Linked DNA regions of Anser cygnoides: all the other regions are linked to region 3. Evidence: chromatin contacts called from public Hi-C data. All regions are on one chromosome and are shown on one strand. Each heading gives the region's core, a stretch centred on a gene start, on an enhancer-like site or on the middle of the called end of the contact. The rest is flanking DNA. Distances are from core to core; before and after follow the strand shown.

Region 1 (3,221 bases), core at 20-2,519, 150 kb after region 3:
TCATCTACATATTTTCAGCTTAGGTATTTCTTTTTTTGCAAGTAGCCATGCAAATGCTTAGCAGCTCCTGAGGGCACGTGAAACCCAACTCACCCCTTAAACTCCTCAGAGACAGCACTCAGTAATGCGAAGTATGAGATGATTACTTATTATATTCACACACCATCATGTAATTAAAACTTTATCTGAAGAAGAGAGAGGGGAAACCTCAGAGTTGATTTCATGTGGCTATCAGTGAAAATTTTTAATTGCTGTTATGTCCGCTCACATTTTTTCATACGTACTTCTAGGGTACAGTGAGGGGAAAGCTCACCACTGTAGCATGCCATTCACAGCATGGTATGAGGTTAGTTTTTTTTTTCTTTCTTTCTTTCTTTCTTCCTTTTTTTTTTTTTTTTGCAAGTGTTTCACATTTTTCCAATAGATGTGGGCAAAGTTTTGTGTAATTTTCCAGTGACCTTGATTATGCAATTCTGTGTGGCTGCTGCCCCAGGCGACATCAAAGATGCCACTCTTGTTATCAGGTCGTGGGCAGCCCCAGGGTGCTAGGGACACCCTGAGGGCACCTGGCCATGCCAGGGGCAGATGGCCCTCCATCCTGCCTTGATTGATGAGCTTGACCTGGGGAAACTCTTATTGCTCCTACTCCACTCTTTTTTTTAAAGCAGGTTAAAGCTGGCAGGCATAAATCTCACAGAGGCATCATCAGACAGGTGATCATACCCCCAAAACTCAAGGTATTTACGCCCCCCTCCAAATAGAGAGGGTGGTCCCAACCCAGCTTATCACATGCTTACCTCCAAACGGGGGCTCTAACCCCACTGAAGTCAAAGGGTTAAACTGGGCCTCCTTTGAAGTCTGCAGTGCAAACCTTCATCCCAACCGGGCCGTTCCTCCCCCCAGCGCTAAGTGCTTTGATGAATCAGCGCTGAAGCACCCAAACGAGGTGCAAAGCAACATCTCCTCCCTAGCATGGCAGGCCCAACCCTCACGAAGGATGATGGAGCTGTGGCCAGGGCATGGCCCTTCCACGCTTGCTCTCAGGGCCCATCATGGATAACAGTGGGAAATCCCACATGTGTTAAATCCACGATCCTCTCCACAGCCTGGCCACCATCACACAACTAAGGGTGACGACCTTGCAGAGGCCATCAGAAGGAAGCAGCACGGGAGTTACTGGTCTTGCTCAATAAACTCGCCAACCTCACTGTCAGCAACGGGTTACAGGAACGGGAGAAACCAACAGCAGATCAGAAGTGCGAAAATGCTGCTAATGTTGCAAAAAAAAACCCTCCCATCACAGATGGATTATTTTTAACTGTTACCATAATTTAAACCTCACCCCCCCAAAAGGCGAAAGTCACCTACACCCAGAGTTTCAGATGGTTCAGTGTTAGATATTTCCGGGGTAGGACCTGGAAAACCAACCTACGAGAGGTTTCTACCCGCTTCTCTTTGAGTACTCCTCTCCATTTTTTGTTCCCTTTTCCACAATTTCTTTTCCTTGCAAGCCTGGGAGGAAGGTTTGAGCAACCAGGTGATCTGTCTCCCAAGTGTTTGGTGTGATGAAGCGGAGAGGAATGGAAATCACCCACTCATCCTGGATTTTCAGAATTGCTTTGCTTTGCATCATGTTTCCTGCTACACCAGTAAAGAAGCATCTTTTTTTTTTTTTTTTTTTTTTTTTTTTTTTAAAGCAGAAAACTGAGTGAAAAATAAGAAGGAAGAAAAAAGAAAAGATAAGCTCTGGTCAATCAAGCCCCAGCTCTCTTGTCTCCAGTTTGTGATATGTTTTATGATCTCAGACACAACAGATTGTGAGCCTGCAATGTTTGGAAATGGTAGATGATTAAACCTTCTGGCCAGGTGTAAATGCAACCTTTGTCTTCTGCTCACTGTGTGAGAATCACCTTCCTTCTCAAAGTCCCCGGCTGGCCCTGGTCTCATCAGTGTTACAAACATCCCCTGCCTGGAGTCACAGCCACCATGCACTGCCACTTTATTTCTAATCTATAAATGCACCAATGCAATCCATACCACCTGAATTTTCCTGAGCTACAGAAAAGAAAAAAAAATGCCAAGCAAGCTACTAAAAATTTGAAAGAATGTGGCCTGTGAGTTTTTCTACTTCTTCTGCTGGGGGGATTTTGTACCAGGTAAATAATAAAAAATGTGTAATGATTGACTAGGCTTTTAAACCTGAACTGAAGGTAAGTTTGTCTTGCTGTTCCAGTTAAATATTCTCACTAGCCCCCTTCTCTTTCTCCAGTTTATCATGCCACAAAGTCCCTTTCAGCCTGATTCATTCTTTATTCTTTAGAAATTTGGGCAACAGTCAAATCTGACCTTTAGAGCCATAAACAAATTAAATTGTTTCACAACCAAATAATACGAAACAATATTGAATAGCTCAGCTTCCGCCGAGTTTCCTCTTAAAGAGAAAGAAGCCCCAGAACAGCACGACACCGAAAAATGGAAGATAGAGAGATGGAGCACGAGTGATGGGGAAACACTGGAGCACAAGTGGTGTTCATACAAGCGATGGGGAAACACTGGGGTCTGGCTCCGGACTGGCAGACACCAGCACTTGGGAAGATGCTGTCAGAAGCCTTAATTTACATAATTATTTACTCTGCTGGGAGCAGGGTGCTCCCCCAGGGCATGTCCCACTGCAAGCTTGTTGCTGCAGAGACCTCAGGCACTGGCAGCTGTGGTTCAAGGCGAAACCCAATGGCAGCCAACGTGTCCTCGGTGCCACCAGGCTGGAACCATGCCTCCTCTTCCCTCTGTTTGCCTGAACTTTGGCTGTGCACAGGGCGGCCTCCCTGCGCAGGTGGCACCCACTGCCACACGGTCCCCCTGACACAGACGAGGGGCAGGGCTGTGTCACCCGCTATCGACACCGCGGGGGCATCCTTGGCAGCCGTGCCATGCCCTTCCCCTGCGCCTGGGACGGAGCCCAGGTGGCAGCTGCTGGCCCTGGGGACAGCAGGATGCAGTAGGGCTCAGCACATCTGCGGCGCATCGCTGGAATGCGAAGCATCTGGCGCAGATGAGGAGGCTCGATAAGGCTCCTCGCTGTCCTTAAAAACGCTGTGGAGTGCCAGCTGGGGATTCCCCTGGCAAAGGTGGATTCCCTGCCTGGCACCAGGCTGATCCCAGGCGCTGGGACCACCACAAGCAGCCCAGTCCCAGCCCCCGGGGAGATGCCCTGTGGTCCC
Region 2 (3,159 bases), core at 597-3,096, 140 kb before region 3:
GCGGCGTGACTGACTTAAGGGCTTTTTTTCCCTTTTCATTAGCCGCATGAGGAGTACAGCACATCTGATGCGGGACACGGCCATGCTTTGTCTTGTGCTGGAGCACGGGTGCTCTGGCAGGGCAGACCGACGGAGGAACATCATCTCGGTGCTGACTCTTCCTGATAGGGCTGATGGAGCTGTTTTTCCAGTGAATTTCCAGCTAGGCTGTTAAAATAAACTTCTCCATGCAAGCTTGTGACTGGAAGCAGTCATCCTGCCTCTTTATTTGCCTTCTTTCTCTAACTGGGCTCTCCTCTGCAGAGCTTTCCCCTGCGTGGCTGAAATTACCCTGTGCACTGTCTTAGAGAGTATCAATACCTCACGTTAGCCACAAAACAACACTGTTTTGAGGACTTCAAGGTGTCCTGCCCCTGTGGCAGTTATCTGAATGCCACCCATCAGCTGTATCACAGCCTTGAGTGAGCTGGATGATTTGTTGTGCTTTGTGCATACGTTGTAATTAAGTCACTAGGCAAGAGCGTTGTTTTTTTCTCTATTTTTAGTTTGTTTTGTTTGTGTTTTAATTATTATTATTTTTTTGGAGCCAAATTCTAAAGTCCATGTTTAGGGCCGCACACACTCAAATTTCCTTTAATTCTTGATAGGGGGAAAAAAACTGAGTCATGACCTTACAGTCCGAATGCGAGCAAACAATCTGTTACGGCAAACACACGGGGGGAAAAAAAACAATGATTCAAGGCAACAAGATCCTCAACTTGAGATCATCATTTTCACAAAGGCAGGGGGTAACAGCTGTCTGGTGATCACGGGATTAGATCTTTCCGCTGTTCCTGGAGTGACCTTAAATAAAACCCCCGATGCCGGCATGGCCGAGGCAGGCAGGGGCGGCGGGGATAAATCCCCGTGCAGCCCTTCGCAGCGTGCCGGGGCAGCAGCAGTGCCCATGCTCCCGGCTTTGGGGAGGTTTCTGGAGCTTTCACTTCTCACCCACGTTTGTGGATTTGTGCCATTAGGTCCAGAGCCTGGGGATTTAAACAGCCCCCCTCGTGCCGCGGTTATTTTGCTAAAATCATAGGCGAGAGGTCCCTGTCCCGCTGAAGGTGTAACTGAGAGGCATTACGAACACAGGGCTTACTTCCAAGATGTCTGTCTTTTTTTTTTTTTTTGGTTAAAAAAAAATCCTTGGATTTATGAAGCTTATTTTGTGCTAGATGTAAAAACACGCGTTCTTCCAAGCATGCAGCATGAATGAAAGTGAGCACTGAATTATGCTGACCTTTCAATTCGAAATTTTCCACCGGGTACGATTCCAGGACAAATATTGATTGAACGATCTGTGTGTGTGTGAAGTGTGGCCTGACACCCAGTGCGACCTTCCTCCTCCCTGCCTGATCACCAGCGGTGGCTTTAAGCTTCCTTTTGTACCAAAAACTCGTTTCATAACTGAGTTCCCCCGCTCTTTGGAACCCGGGTTTCTGTGTTTGTTTGCTCACTGAGCTGAAGTCTGTCAGGATATTTCTCTGTTTGGTTTCGTTGTTAGCTTTGTTGCCGTCCGAAATGGCCCGGGGCTGGTTTGTTCAAGGCTATTTTTCTGGGAGAGCTAGCAGAGGGTTTCGTGCTCTGCATGTTCGCCGGTGTCACCACGTGTGATTTTTGCCCCATTATGTGCTGCTCGCCCGCTCAGGCCAGAGGCACGTTGTGTTTGCACACGCGCTGGGCTCCGCTGCTTGTAGCATCCAAGTCTGGGAAAATGTCTTCCTGATGGGAGATTTTTTCCCTGAATTCTCATATTTGCAATTCCTATAGAAAATTATGTATTTTTTTGAGGTCACAAGAGAGCAATTTTCAAAATTGCTCTTAAAGTTGTGGAAGAAGGATGGCATTGAGCCCCTCCTCAAACTGCGCTCTGTTTTTGGAGTAGAAACAAAGGCACGTATGCCTGTTGTGGTATAGCAGGTTCCTCCAGCGAGGACAGATTTGGTCCCCAGCAAGTACTTTGCAGCAATGCAATCTGCCTTGGCAGGGACAGTGCAAAGGCCACGTGCACCTTCTGCACTCCCTGTAGCACTGATCCCGCAGGATGGCACTTTGCATGGGTGAGTCGGGCCTCCAATGATATATATATATATGCTATGTATATATATGCTATATATATATGCTGATATTTTTAGATGCTGCTGATTTTTTGGGATTCGGGGCTCACAGAGGCGATGTGGCAGGTAGAGAGGGAAGGGGGTCAGGGCCGCCAGCTTGGCCAAAGCTGGGGAAATGCTGGGTGCAGTAGAGGAAAGGCATGTGGATGAGACACTCTTAGGGATGCTCTTTATTAGAGGGAAAGAATAAAAATATGATAATTGACATTATAATTGGTTTTCAAAAACCCAGAGAGCAAGGAGCATGCCAGGAGGCTTCCCAGAGGAAAGCTAGGGTGGGAGCTGGAGCCTGGATTTATTTGTCCTTCATTCATGCCCTCACAAAAACTACCGATGTCCAGGCCTCCAGCTCCCACCAAGGATGTGCGCATCCGTGGAGCACACGTTGCTGCCTTCTGACCCTTATAAGAACCAGTATTATTTCTTCTCATGTTAATGAGAAATATTCATAGTGGTTTCTTCTAAGATTATGATTCTTACTTCTATATATAATATATATTTAAAATATAAACACATACAGACTATATATATGCATGCATATATATATATCTATATATCCCTTCCCCCCTCCCCGTTTTCCTTCTCTTCTCACAGACCAAACGGTCCCAGGGAGAGGACAGCAACTTTCCATCACAAATGCTTTTCCTGTGACTGTTTCTTGTTTTCTGAGCCTGCCACATGAAAGTAGACATAATATTTTCATTTGTCTATAAATAAACAGAAATCTGACTTCCAGAAAGCGTTAGCGCAGCAAGTCGAGTGTCAAGGCAGAAAGGCCCTCATGTTCTCCACTGCTGAGCCCCGCCGTGTACCCCGAGGTTGTGCTGGGACCCGGGGATGTTCATGAGGAAACACAGACACCCCCAACCTAAAATACAACAGCGAGGCCTGGTTGTGGAAGAGACAGGTCCTAAAACAAGGCCTAGGAAGCTGCTTTCACCGTGGCTTTTTCTGTATTCCTTCTTTCAGTCACAGCTGTGGTTTTGTGGACCTCCAAGCAGAT
Region 3 (3,505 bases), core at 781-3,280:
CTGTAGTGAGTCACCCCTAAAATACCCAGCGGTATGTAAACATATCCAAGCTCTCCTGAAAGAAGGAATCCCAGTTTTCAATTCTGCAGCAGACACCCTGATGAGATGCTGGCCCATCTGTACATCTTAGTGTCCAGGGATGTTGTTTCAGGATGGAGTTTGCCTTTTTTCTAACATAAATGCAGATTTTGACATACAGGTGCTGAGGGATTTGGGGAGGTATCTGATTCAGGAAAAAAAAATAAAAAAAGTTTGCTTGACTGTACATAGCTGACCTCTGGCTTCCTTCAGGGATGCTCCCCCTTCCCCCAGCCTCGCGCTTTGAATAAGCATCCAGAGGCTTGGAAGCTTATCCAGACTTATCCAAATCTCTTTGAAGGCATGGATTAAGGCAGGAACCCTGGGACCCAGGCCAAGAAACCTCAACAGAGCAGCAAGTCAGTGAGAAACCAAGAGTCTGTCCAGGGGAGCTGGCTGAGGAAAAATGAAGAAGTCCATCCCAGGGAGGCGACAGGAAGGGATCGTCTGTCTGGGGAAGGGGGGCTCTGCGGAGAGCCTAGTGAGGGAGATGAAAGAGAGGTGGGAGGGAGTGGGCTGGGTGGGGAGGGCTGGGAGAAGGCACACAGTGGTGGGCTCAGGCCCCAGTTGCCTCAAGCCAAGCCTGCTTTATGGGTCTGGGACCTGGGCTGCAAATCTTCCATGAAGAGATGATTATGGGAGGCTTCTGGTACAATCTGGCTGTGGCTGCATTAGAAACACCGGTAGGGCAGGCTGTTATCCCAGCACAGATTGCCTCGTGGGAGTCGTAAATAAGGGGAGACATGAGGAAATTGTATGAAATAATAAATGGTCCTGAGGAAGAAGACCAGGAGGTTTCTATTCACCTCGTTCCATGGCAAAGGACAAGAGGACATTTAATAAAACTGAAATATGGCAAAATAAGAACTGATGAAAGGAAATCCCTGTTCCTACAGTGCAGGCTAACCTGGTGTCATTCTTTAGTAGAAGACATCACTTAGTCTACAGATCTTTAGAGACTGAACAGAGGGTGAGATATACAGACGAGTAGCAGTGTTTTATCACCCCGTGGTAGTAAGGATTGTAAGCGACAGCAAGTTTTGATTTCCAGACCGTCCCACCTAAAACCAGTAAAGATGCTGGGGTTATCAGCTGAATGATTATAGCTTTTCCTGCCCTCTTTTTTTTTTGTTTGTTTGTTTTCCGGGCAGACTGAAGAGTTGCCAGGAGAGCAATCTTTCCGCTGGGAAGGGCAGGTCGAACAACCCTGGGAGGCCATGGCCATCAGCCGTGCAGGAAGGATGGACAGGAGCCAGCAGGACACGGGGCCAGTGGACACTTCCACTGTGCCCCGGGACCCTGTCCCACCGTGGGCTGAGATGGAGCCTCGACCACCCAGAACGACTCCTGAAGCAGGAGTTACCCATTTCCAGCCACCTAGTTTGTTGTTGTTGATGTTTGTTTGGCTTTGGTTTTATCTCAGCTGTTTCATTCATCTTTACGTTTGGTGGTTTATTTTTGCTACCCAAATTAACCAAACAACAGGCAATTAGGCTGTTTTACTGAATAAAAGATATGAACGTCCCATGTTTTGGGCTTCTAAAAATGGGTGGGAGCAGAAGCAACATCATCGATTTACAGACTTTTTTTTGATTAATGTTGTTGTGACTGAGATTGGAGACTGCCTTACAGAAGAAAAGCTGAAGTAGCTTCAGAGCAGAGTGGGAGCTCAACAAAGGTGTCTCCACACACACACAAAAGATAAACTGATACACAGGTAAAATAGGCACTTAGATTTGTAAGTAGAGACTATTTTTCTTTTTTCAGTCCCTTTTTAATGATGCATAGACTTTTTGCCTCTAAAGCTGCACAACACCCTCCCCCCTGGTTGACTCACACTGTAAACTAAATTTAAAATTCTTGGGAACAGTGGTTATGCCTGAGAGAAGCTTGTTGATCACAGAGAAGAAAAGACATCTGCCCAAATCAGTGCTCCAAACTCATGCAGTGCCTCTGAAGTTTGGTCAGTGCTTCGTCCTGTCCCCAGCCCACTTTATTTTGTGTCTTTTTTCGCTCCCCACAGGCAACAGGGGTTGCTTCTCTCTTGGAAGGTGAGGAAGAGCAGAAATTGTTAATGAAAATCTAATTATGTAAGACCTTGCATCAAGCTCCAAGATCTGACTGACGTGTAGCAGGCTGAGAAAAGTCCATCACATGGTGATAGAAGCCCAGGGACCTGCTGCATCTGCCAGCTACTATGTCAAGGACAGCAGCACAACAGTCATACGGGGGAGGCAGTAAGAGGGGAAGTGACAAGTTGCTTCCAAATTCAATAAAAAAAAAAAAAAAAGAAGAAAAACACATTCAAAATGTTTGTCTTAGAACTATTTTTTTCTGGTTAATATTTAACCTTTCACTTTTCCAAAGCAATGTTCTTGTTATCAGCTCCATTGCTGAAGGTCACATATAGAATAAAAGTCATATCTTAAACGTGAATAAATAACACAAGCAGAAATTAATTGAGTGCAAGTGACTCATGTGACATTTAAGGTTTTCTTTACCTACCAATGTAAGCAAATGGTGTAACCATGTCCCTTTTTGTCCCACGAGCTGAAAAGAAAGCAAGTGAGCCAGAAATGACCTATTGTGCCGCAAATGCACTCGAGCTCCATTAGGAAGGCTCTCATCCTGAAATCCAGCTATTCTAGGAAGCAAACCACTGTAGGATGAGGGGGTGACTGTGCCCTGGAAGGGGACGTGCTCCAGGTGTAGCGGAAGGCTCCCTGCAAACGGGGAGCACTGGGAAAGCCTTTGACTCGTGCTGTCCTGCAGTGAATGACAGCCATGATTTTGACTGATGTGGAGAGCTCTCTGATAAGAACCCAGGGGATAAAAACAAATGCTTTTGAGGAATTTGTGACCAATAAATCAATCATTTCATTAAAGCAAACAAATGCAATGCATATGGTTTACCTCCTGCATTTGGGGGTCTCAACAGCTTTCACATGCATGGGGGTTCATCCACTAAAGGGATTTGTTCATGAGCAGGGGAAATTAACTGGAATCTGGAAAGAGTTTCATTTGGATTTTCTTTATGGTAAATCCCTAGCTGTGTTTATTTATGGTTTAAAGTAGTCATACTCTTTCATAAGGGAGAAGCAGGGACAGAGAAGAAGTAAATGCTGCTATATAAGGATTTACAACAAAGACACCTGGCATGTTCATGTGGCTCATAAACACACATTTGTATTGCACAGTCCAAAAATATCAAATATTGAGCAACTTCTCTTTGATTGCAAAGATATTAATTCTTCATCCAAGATCCAGACACTAGGAAGAAAATACCCTGCTTTATAATGAATGCCTGAAGTGCAATTCTCCTGTTTGTACCAATTATTTGTACATTCCAGGAAAAAAAAATGGAATGAGTGTTCTGTTGTGGAGCAGATGGCTGTTTTCTGTAGAAGACAGAGAAGTAGCAACTGCT
Region 4 (3,621 bases), core at 406-2,905, 190 kb after region 3:
CATCCCAGGCAAATATTCCAGAGACTACCGTGACTCCTGTTTAAAGACAAACAGATAGAGTGAATTGATAAGGCAGGGGTCAACAATTGGTTCCAATATAAAACATTTCACAGAAAGCAGACCAGATCATGCTACAGTAACTTTTATTACAGAGATCAGCCTGGTTATGCATAATTACTATACACAGAAGTGCCTCATGCTTAGACCAGACATCATAGAGCTAAAATGGAAGCGTATAACAAATTAGTGTTAATAAGCAAACAATCATTAGAAGTGTTAACAAGTGATGGTGGAGAGGCTCTGTTTTTAATTTTAATACTGATCTCTAGTAAGTGTTATTATCCTCATAGAATAACATTTTATTATGAAAGCACATGCACAGCATTAAAGCCTTAGATAGCCCAGTGCCTGCCAGCAGCAATTGTAAACAAAAGTGAAAGAATCATTTGTGAAATGCCGACAGCTATCAGTATTCACAAAGTTTGTAGGATACAGAGAGGGCCAATATGCTGCAGCATAAACAACAAGAAATTGCCGTGGCCTGGGGCTCTAAGGAATCAACTAAGGATATTCAGTTTCTCCCCATTTTTCAAAAAAGCTTAAACACGCGGGCTTAATCTCAACTGATTTCTGACTGAGCTAGGGTCCTGAGTCTGTTAGATATTTTCAACTTTTTTTTTAGCCAATAGATTCCTTAGACATTCCCCTCTTATATAATACAGCAAACAGCTGCAACTAATCATTTTTCATTATGGTTTTGTGTATCTGCTTTGTTTTACAACAAATTTTACTCAAACAACAAAAATGCAACAGAACAACTTCTGCTTACTGTAAAAATGAGATTATCTGAAGATCGGCAGAAATGGAAATGTTACCAGATACAATTAGGCCAGTGTACTTATTCTAAACTATAGCTGGGAAAAGGATATGGATCAAGGGGAAAAAAAATAAAAATAAAAAATGAAGCTTAGAACACAATAAAATAAAATATTTTTGTCCATTTTCTGTTACTGTTCATCATATCCAGATAACATGAAAATTATCGACACATTTTACATGAGTACCTATTTATTTCTAGCAATCATTCCTCAGGCTTTGACTTGCAACTGAACCAAGTCACCAAGTAGGTTTACATTTCTGTGTCGCAAGTACACCGTTTCCACCCATCAGGAAAAGAGATGAGCGGGTCTGCATGCAGCAAGCGGCAAGGAACGTCCAAGCATCACTAGGGACAAGCAGCCCCCCCTGTGCTGTAGCCACCGCACCACACAGCAGATAAAGTGCACACAAATCGCTTTACTGCCACGGGCAAGCTAAACCTAGGAAAAGTTTACTGAATTATTAAATAAGCAATTCTGATAACACGAGATATTAAATGCAGATAACGTTGGGTCAACCAAACTAGTTTCTTTTTTTTTTTTTTAATTCTTCCCTGCAGAAATAATGGTGCTAAAGCAAGCACACCTCCCCTTCATACACGTACACCTCTCCTCAGAAGATAGCTAAAATCGGTGAAGAAAGGGAAAAAAAAGAACATAATACAGTGAAGTCCTACCGAGGAATAGCGTTTTAATGAACACACAAAGCAACTAGGTGACATCTTTATCAGCCCTCATAAACCTTGATTGAATACACAGCGATAAGCCCTGTTTAAACTGTCATCCTCGCGATAACACGCACAGAGACAGCGCGGGCCTTGGCAACGGCCTGCGGGGAAGAGGCCTCTCCGAAAGTGCAGGCACCGCGAGGTAGTAATGTACATCACGTAAACAGCCCAGAGCCAGCAAGGCTGGTGTATTTCGGGCTGGCCGAGCACATACACGTGCGTCTTCTGGTGGCAGCGGCCTGTGAGGGCCTAGCTCCACAGCCAGCCTGCCTGTGGGGACGGCGAGTTGGCGGGGGAAGACGGGCGCCCTCAGCCAGAGCGACCTTTGGCACTGAGGTCTGCAAACACCAACAATTTCATACAGGAGGTTTTGAAGGATTTGAGGAGAGCCTGCTCTGGTTTTCTTTCCTCTCTCTTTTTTTTAAAACCAGCGTTATCCACGTCGTGCATAACAGTCAGCACTTGGAAACAACTCAGGGACAGAATGGGTATGGAAGTCAGCAGTAATGTGACTTTTTATATCAGAGGATCTGGTCCTGAACAGCCGGGATATTTATTTCAAAAAACATATAAATAAATAAATATAATTAAGCATTTCAATATAATTAAGCATCTCCAGGAAATGTTTGTAATCTCCAGGAAAGTGAGGATTTGATTCATCCATGTTTCTGTATTTACTTCTAGCTCAACAACGAAACTGAAATTTACACTTGAACTTTTATTCCCTTTCCTCACCTCGTTCTTCCCTCTCCGTAACGCATGCAGTGACACCCTCTGGCAGCTCACCCAGCACCGCAGCACCACCAGCACCGCGAGGCCGAAACCCAAGGACGTCCAGAGCTGGCACTTCGTCACCCCTCCTTGATATTGCAGCTCAATGCCTTTATTCAACGTGGATTTCTTCCACCAGCTGCTTTAAAACATAACGACTGTTACTTGTTAACTATAATAAAATACATATTTGTATGTGATTACTAGTTAATTAATAAGTTAATAATTCCCGCTGCTTGGGAGGTGGAAGACAATAGTCCATTTTTTGCCTGTTTGGTCTTTGGCAGGCCTGTGAGCTAGCACTGGAGCTAGATTTTAGTTTTCCACCACAAAAAGGTCTGACACCACTGCACAGCCGGTATACCACCATGCAAGGGGCTGGCAGGGGAGGCGTGTTAGCTGCTCAGGAGCTCATTTATTCACTTCTAGGCTTTTTTGCATACACTAGCTGATCTCTTCTAGTACCATCAAGTATAACTTTTTCCTCATTTTACACATAGGAATGAGAGGAAACACAAACTATGTGGTTTGAGTGAAGACTCCCAGAAAACTCAAAAATCAAATCTAACAAATCCCAGTCTCATGGCTGCAATTAGAAGACACATCTCTTCAACTTCGTTAATGCAGTTTCTCTATAATACATGTAGGCTCCCAATCTTTAAACAAAGTGATCCAAGTTGAGGCTGGAACCCACACAAACACTACCAGTTACACAAAGTATTCACCAAAAGAAAAGGCCAGGTTTTAATTTAACTACAACCCGATGGTTTGGAAAGGATCAAGGGAAACTTCAGAAATTCCTGGAATGAAAAATTAGAAAAAAAAGAGAACCACGTTTTGCCTACTCTGTGGCATGAGCCAAGAGCAAATGGCTCCTGGCTGTGAACATGCAAGGTATGTTTGCTGACTCACACAGATTAAGAGCGTTTTAGTCTTCTTTATGTTATTGCCCACATCCACAGCCACTAACATTCTCTAGAGAGGAGGGACAGTAACACAGCTATTATACTAATGGAAAATGCATTTATACAGGACTTCCCGCAGACCTGAAAAAATGAGAAATGTTATCCAATGCATTCCCAGCCAAACTTCCTCCTGAAGTGAAAAATCCTTCCCTCTGATAAGAAAGTTGTGTCAGACCACATTTCTGTCCCTGACAAAAGAATCACTCTCCCTTGGCTTGCTCTAGTCTTGGCAGCGGTGCTCAGCAGAACCACGCTGCTATTCCCAGATATTCACCACAC

Evidence for each region. Hi-C and Micro-C count contacts between places; a contact is called where the count stands out from the background.
Region 1: a Hi-C map of liver shows a contact between it and region 3, with 6 times the contacts expected there. The contact joins two enhancer-like sites. A contact is called at or near these places in 2 of 7 Hi-C or Micro-C datasets (both in liver).
Region 2: a contact with region 3 is called in a Hi-C map of liver, with 2.6 times the contacts expected there. The contact joins two enhancer-like sites. A contact is called at or near these places in 2 of 7 Hi-C or Micro-C datasets (both in liver).
Region 4: a contact with region 3 is called in a Hi-C map of liver, with 2.7 times the contacts expected there. The contact joins two enhancer-like sites.

What each region holds. Positions count from the first base shown.
Region 1 is chr2:113,648,714-113,651,934 of Taihu_goose_T2T_genome, reverse strand. No RefSeq gene overlaps it. Among named protein-coding and RNA genes, the nearest start is that of GATA6, 39 kb to the left of the region's middle. Within about 2 kb of position 1,269, at least 2 of the 3 cell types and tissues checked have open chromatin away from gene starts, as enhancers often do. A contact at or near this core is called in liver, where this site is marked.
Region 2 is chr2:113,942,093-113,945,251 of Taihu_goose_T2T_genome, reverse strand. No RefSeq gene overlaps it. Among named protein-coding and RNA genes, the nearest start is that of CABLES1, 13 kb to the left of the region's middle. Within about 2 kb of position 1,846, at least 2 of the 3 cell types and tissues checked have open chromatin away from gene starts, as enhancers often do. A contact at or near this core is called in liver, where this site is marked.
Region 3 is chr2:113,799,391-113,802,895 of Taihu_goose_T2T_genome, reverse strand. No RefSeq gene overlaps it. Among named protein-coding and RNA genes, the nearest start is that of RBBP8, 87 kb to the left of the region's middle. Within about 2 kb of position 2,030, at least 2 of the 3 cell types and tissues checked have open chromatin away from gene starts, as enhancers often do. A contact at or near this core is called in liver, where this site is marked.
Region 4 is chr2:113,608,240-113,611,860 of Taihu_goose_T2T_genome, reverse strand. No RefSeq gene overlaps it. Among named protein-coding and RNA genes, the nearest start is that of GATA6, 80 kb to the left of the region's middle. Within about 2 kb of position 1,655, at least 2 of the 3 cell types and tissues checked have open chromatin away from gene starts, as enhancers often do. A contact at or near this core is called in liver, where this site is marked.